Linked DNA regions of Danio rerio: region 2 is linked to region 1. Evidence: chromatin contacts called from public HiCAR-type data. All regions are on one chromosome and are shown on one strand. Each heading gives the region's core, a stretch centred on a gene start, on an enhancer-like site or on the middle of the called end of the contact. The rest is flanking DNA. Distances are from core to core; before and after follow the strand shown.

Evidence for each region. HiCAR-type assays count read pairs that join an accessible place to other places.
Region 2: a contact with region 1 is called in a HiCAR-type map of caudal fin, with 4 times the contacts expected there. The contact joins the promoter of pgap4 here to the promoter of map4k3a in region 1. A contact is called at or near these places in 2 of 4 datasets of contacts at active chromatin or transcription factors (caudal fin and embryo).

Annotation. Positions count from the first base shown.
Region 1 is chr11:32,743,514-32,746,936 of GRCz12tu, forward strand. It overlaps map4k3a (mitogen-activated protein kinase kinase kinase kinase 3a), which reads right to left and starts at 1,829. Exons shown (of 33, transcript XM_073916889.1): 1 at 1,661-1,829.
Region 2 is chr11:32,871,644-32,875,066 of GRCz12tu, forward strand. pgap4 (post-GPI attachment to proteins GalNAc transferase 4) reads left to right here and starts at 1,522. Exons shown (of 2, transcript NM_001077341.1): 1 at 1,522-1,637. It also overlaps a transcript of slc8a1a not described here and a transcript of mala.1 not described here.

The DNA.
Region 1 (3,423 bases), core at 579-3,078:
ACATTCTCTTCAAGGTTTTCTTTAGGTTATTACAAAAAAACACCCGCGCTGCATTGCTTTGGGAAAATTTGTAATTGGCTACCAATAAATATAGGAGCCGGAGGTAGAGAGAAAGTTCCCAGAATATTAATATTTGGTTTAGGAGTTGTCACAATACTCAAATTAGATACCAATCAGTACTGAAGTTTCCATTTCCCGTGAACATTTAAACCATGTGGAGCATGTTCTTAAACAGCTCTGATTTGCCATTGTGTTCACATGATCAACAGAAATGACTGTGATTGGCTGAGAAGGTCATCAGTTTACCGAACTCGCCGCTGTTTATTGCATGTGACCACAGATAAAGGGACACTGGAGTATTTTAAAGCTGCGATTCATTAGCGGATCACTCGTATGTCAGCTAATAGACAAATCAGCTGATCGACGTGACTTTGATTGACTTGGCCAATCACAGTCATTTCTGTTGATCACATGAACACAATGGCAAATAAGAACGTGTTCCACAGTGCTCAAACGTTAGCGGGATATGGACGTTTTTAAAATTTCAGTACCAATTGGTATCCAATTCCAGTATCAAGACAACCCTATTTGGTTTCCCATTAAAAAACAAATTGGAATGTTCTGTGCTTGCTTTAGCCTTTACACTCGCCTTTTTGTAACTGCCATGCGATCGAATGCATCATCTTAACTAAAATAAACTATTTCTGTAATTTTCTCCTGTGGCCTCTGGATAAAGTGTCCAATAAAAGTGCATTTCTGAATCTCGTAGGAAGTAGGTCATAAGTACTATAGGCCTATCAGTTTATGAATATGATGCAATCAGACATACTCAGTTCACGTTTCCTATAGGTATGGGTGTGTATTTAGTATTGAAGTAGGAATTTAGTCATTCTCAGCGTTATTCGGTTTTGACCATTAGTGATTTAGATCTTCAAACTGACAACCCACTGGCCTGGATGCATGAATTACGTTTACCAAGTTTAGTCCCTTCACAGTAAATAGCAGTTTGTTTAACTTTAGTTTTATTTCTTTTGGTCTATGTTTTCCTCTGTTTCACACCACAGACATTGATATAATTATCGGATTCACCACACCATTTTGTACATAATTAATGAATCAAACTGATTTGGTTTAATGTGCATTTACAGTAGCCTAAAAACGGCATGACAGGTTTGGTCATGTGATGTCAACATGGCGGTGCCCATGAGGGACCTGCTCCATGTAGAATAAAACAGCATTTACTAAAAGACTGATAGCTCTTTAGCATTTATATCACACGAATGTGCATCATTTGAAATATATTCCTCCACATTGCTAATCATTTAACTGAGTGGCAAAATTTTTAATTAGCAAAAAAATGACTGAGTGCACCTTTAAGTGATCAGTGTCCCAGCTTGTCCAGTTCAGAGAAGTACAATTTATGACTGCATATCTACAGCATTTAAACTCCAATATACCTTACACTGGTGTTATTCTAAGGAATCAGCCCTTTAAATGTGGACAGCACTGTCCAAAAGACGGGCTCTGTTTATAGAAAACACATTTTTACCTTGTAAACATCCCCGTAGGTCCCGCTGCCTATCCTCTGGATAAGCTCGAAATCCTCTTGCGGATTTCGCCTAGACAGATCGAAACTAGAGTTCATCGTGGGGACTCCTACCTCTGACAGTCAGTGTTAGATTTGCTGGGGTCCCTGACGCGAACGAAATGAGAAAAGAGCAAAAAAACAAACATACGGCGTCAGAAGGGAATCTCAGTCTCAGTACTTGTCTGTAACTTTAACATGGCTTCCCGTGAGTTCCACTGCGCATGCGCAGAGCTCGTAGAGTGGAGAATGTTTGGAATGGGAGGATGAAGAAGGAGCAGGAGGAGGAGGATGGGTGGGTCAGATGACCACGCATATAAAACAGCAGATAACCTGTGTTTAGCCAATTTTATATACTAACCTTGTCTGAAATGTTCTCAAAAGTGTGTTAGTTTTCTTATACTAAAGCTTGACTATATGTTGACAGTGACATGGTTTGATATTTTGTTTGTTATGGATAGTTTTTTTTAGCTTTAAAGGGATAGTTCACCCACAAATGAAGATTCTGACATCATTATTTTCACTTCTTACAAACCAGTTTGAGTTTCTGTCTTCTGCTGAACACAAAGGAAGTTATTCTGAAGAACGTTGGAGCCACTGACTTCCATAGCATGTTTTGTTCCTACTATTGATGTCTTTGGCTGCTTCCAATAATAATAATAATAATAATAATAATAATAACAATAATAATAATAATGATGATCATCATGATAATAATGATGATGATGATGATAGTAATAATATTAAAAACTAAATATTTAATGTAAAATATTTTACTAAATAAGGTGAGTTAAATATGTAAGATTAAAATGGGAATGCAAAATTTGACTGCTAAAGATGGCATTATTATTTAATGCTTGAAAGAGTATTTTATGAAATCCTAATTTGCATAAATAAATAAAAAATGTAACTTAAATATTAATCTGTTTTGGATATTACATAAATGCCGTTGCTGCTGAAAAAAAATATTTTGTAATGGTTTTAATAGCTATAATGAGAATTGCATTAATTTAAATGTGAAAATGCATGTTCCCTATATGGACAACTGTTAGAAAATAATTAGGTGACATGTAAAATAACAAATCCCAAATTTGTCCCAGAATACAATAGAAACCATTGGCATTTATTGGTTTTAATGGAAATAGTTGGTGGTTTGTAATGCTTTTACTTAACGATTAAAATTTCTGAGGATATATATATATATATATATATATATATATATATATATATATATATATATATATATATATATATATATATATATATATATATATATATATATAGAATATATATATAGAATATATATATAGAATATATATAGAATGTCAGAATCATTAGCCCCAATTTCAATTTTTTGTTTTCTTTTTTAAATATTTCCCAAATGATGTTTAACAGAGCAAGGGAATTTTCACAGTATGCCTGATAATATTTTTTTATTCTAAATAAAGTCTTGTTTGTTTTATTGCGGCTAGAATAAAAGCAGCTTTTAATGGTATTTCAAATAAGGGTATTTTCTTTCGATATAGTCAACAAAACAAACCATCATAATAAAATAACCAGCCTAATTACCCTAACCTGTCTAGTTAACCTAATTACCCTAGTTAAGCCTTTAAATGTCACTGTAAGCTGTATAGAAGTGTCTTGAAAAATATCTAGTCAAATATTATTTACTGTCATCATGGCAAAGATAAAATAAATCAGTTATTAGAAATGAGTTATTAAAACTATTATGTTTAGAAATGTGTTGAAAAATCTTTGCTCCATTAAACAGAAATTGTGGGAAAAAATAAACAGTGGGAATAATAATTCTGACTTTAACTGTGTGTATATATATATAT
Region 2 (3,423 bases), core at 272-2,771, 130 kb after region 1:
TATTTAAGCTCGAACAGTTGTAAAAACATGGTTAATGTTGTATTTACTACGCTTTTCCTAAAACACACACACAGAGGGACAGGGAGAGGGAGGGAGGGTCTTATGACTATTGTAGTAAGATGTTTAGGTTTCTGTTTCTCATGGTTTTACAGCAATAAACATAGTAATTATTCTATAGTTTGATTGCAAATACTTAATAAAATCAATAGTAAATGTACTTTATTTTAATTTAACATTAATCAGGGTTTCCACGCTTTCATGAACAGCAGATTCAAGGACTTTGGATTACTTTTTACAGCACCATTCGTTTAAAAACAAGCACCATATGCACAATGAAAGTACTTAACATTTCATTTACACTTAATATTTACGTTGAGTGATTTTCAAAAAGTTTGACTGTTTTAAAAAGTCATGTTTAAAGAACTTTAATCAAATTTGTTGAATTCGATACTGGTTATATTCAAATGCAGTTTCTGAAATATTGATAACATGTCAGTGCTATTGTACAATATTTAAATGTAAGGTTTTTAATTCAAGGACTTTTTCAGTTTTTTTTATTTATTTAGTTTTTGACAATTGAGTAAAAATGTTGAAATAAAACCATAAACAAATTTCATTTCTAATTTTATTCAAGCACTTTCAATGGCATGTGTTTGATTTTAAGAACTTGCAGCCCTTGAATCCATACTGTATGTCTGAAATAAGAATACTTTTAAGTACTTTCAAGAAGCATGGGAACTCTGATTTATACTTACTATGGTTTGACTTGCTTTGTTAAAAGCTACTATGGTTTTACTTTAAAACATGGGCCTAAGGTTATAGTACTGTTATAAAACAATAGTTTTAATGTGTTTAATGAAAATGCTATGGTAAAAACCATCGTAAATGTTGTGGTTACTATGGTTTTGCTATATTAAACATAGTTAACCCATGATTGTTGTAGTAACACCACGGTTCATTTCTATTAAATGACAAATAAAAACATTTCCAAAAAGACTGATTACACCCAAGTTATTGATTGTAACTTACAGTTGAGGTTCTGCAGATTTTTCAGTCACGAAACGTACTTGCTCTGCTTTACCACTTTTTGCAAGAGCTTTTTCGCTTATTTTGTCCGAACGTTTTCGGCACTCAATCATAAAACTTACTAACGTTACAAACGTTGTTTATATTTGAGAAATATTTTACCGAGTATCACGTAGTCCACGCAGCTGCCTGTTTTTTTTTAATGTCACATTGCCATCTAGTGGCTAGTGTGTGGTACAGTACATGAAGACGTTATCACGTGGTTTTGGTTACTGTACTCAGCGTTATTAGTGACGAACCAATCATCGTTTTTAAGTCGTTTTCACCTTGAGCTGTGAAATACGAACTGAATCCATAAAAGTATTACCTTTATTTTCCACAATGTACACTTTTATATGTATATTTATTCGAAACACTAAGCAAGAAACGCGCAACATTTGTGCATCACTAATTAAACGCGCAGTTTGTCCTTGTATTACGGTAAGACGCCATCTACGTTACTGTTTTGAACTGATTTGAGTACTTAGGCTAAAAAACTGATCTTTGGCCTCCCTTTCACTCTCGGCAGCTGTTGAGAATTCATTGGGTGCTGAACATCCACATTATGAGAGGTAACGTAGAAATGCTAAAATAGTTTATGCTTTGCTACCATTTGTTGTTATTTTACTTAACGGGCCGCTAAATAACATTCTGCTTCCGGGTTTGTCTTCTTATTTACACATGCCTGTTCACTAGCCTGTTGTACTTTTTTTCTACACGAGTAGCTTCTGCTGCTCTTTCCGAGTGCCTTGTGACTGTATGCATATAAAAAGCTCTCACGAACTTTTATAATGTGTTATAGTAGACGTTTTTCGTAACACGTCGACATAATTCCTAGTAAACCGAAATATAACGTTACACATAAATAGTTTCTATATATAATATTTCAAAGCAAATATGTATTTAAAGCTTGTCTCCCCGAGTTATGTCAACCATGTGTTATACTGTCTCCAGTACGAACCTTCTCTACGAAAGAAAGTATAATAGTTTCTCAAAATTCTGAAATATTGATGTTCAAATTTGAGTAAAAGTATGAAATCACTTTAATTTAAATGTGACATTTCATCTTTAACTAGTGTGCATATAACAAATTGACCTTAACATAACAGTTAAGCTTTATGAATAAGGTCAAAACATTTATATTCGCTCATTCGTTCAATGACAGCTTGTGACATGCTTCTTCAATATTGGTTTACCATGGTACTTTGAATATTCAGTCTGAAATTACATCTAGATATGACTTAAAAACAACACTAGCACTATTTATTCAATTGAATACTGTTGTACTTTTGATGGTCATTGGCTGCAAATATGATTTCACTATTTAGAGTTTACAAATATAACTTTTTTTGAAATTATATGATTAAGGAGACAGTCCGAAAGTGTAAATATAAAACCAACCTTACCTCAAAACTGTTACGTACGCCTTTTTGGCATTTTCCCATTATATAAAAAAAGACATCTACAGTATAAATATAGAACAATCACTCATAATGCATATGTTAAAATTTGACAAAAATATATACTATATGTATTGTATATTTAATCATCTTTACTAGGAGATTAAAAATAGGGGAAATGTAACTATGGGCATCTGCTATAAGGTTTAAATCAATGGTTACCAAATTGGGGTTCGCTTGGTGATTTCCAAAAATCACAATTACTTTATTTAACTATTAGAATTACCATATTTTAATCAATAACCTACAGAAGAAAAAAAATAGTAGGTGCAGTAGGTGATCTGCCAAAATGCTAATTGGTTAGCATAATGTATTTGAAACACAGTCCCTCCCCTGCTCCAAAGCCACACCTCCTGAAACACGAACGCATGCACCTTAAAGATGACAGCAGACAACCCTAGTTCATGTCATTCGCCAATAATACTACAATTCTGAATGAAAACTGTATTACATCTAGCACGCTTTCAGTTGTGTTGTTAGCAAGCAAAACTTGTAATAATGTGCAATTCATGCATGCAAGGATCGCTTTATCCTAAAGCGACTACTGTATGCTTGGTTGGTCAGCGACGTGCTGGAATTACACTTATTACTAAGCCATACTTACAAGCTATTTCAGACCGAATATTCAGAGTAGCATGGTAAACAAAAGGATGACGTCACAGGCTGTCAGTGTTCAAAAATGAATCAATATGAATATAAGCCAACTTCACCTCAATCAAAGAGCTTAAAATGACCAAGAGGCGACACTCAATAGAACACTCCGTTGCATCAGCAGCACCCAGTAACACCCCAGATTCAGCCATTTTGGCGTGAAAGCGGTCGACTGTCCATTGGATCTTATTGCTGTCGCAATGGCAAGCAGCTGCTTTGTTTTTAATTTTTTTTACTTAAAAAGCGC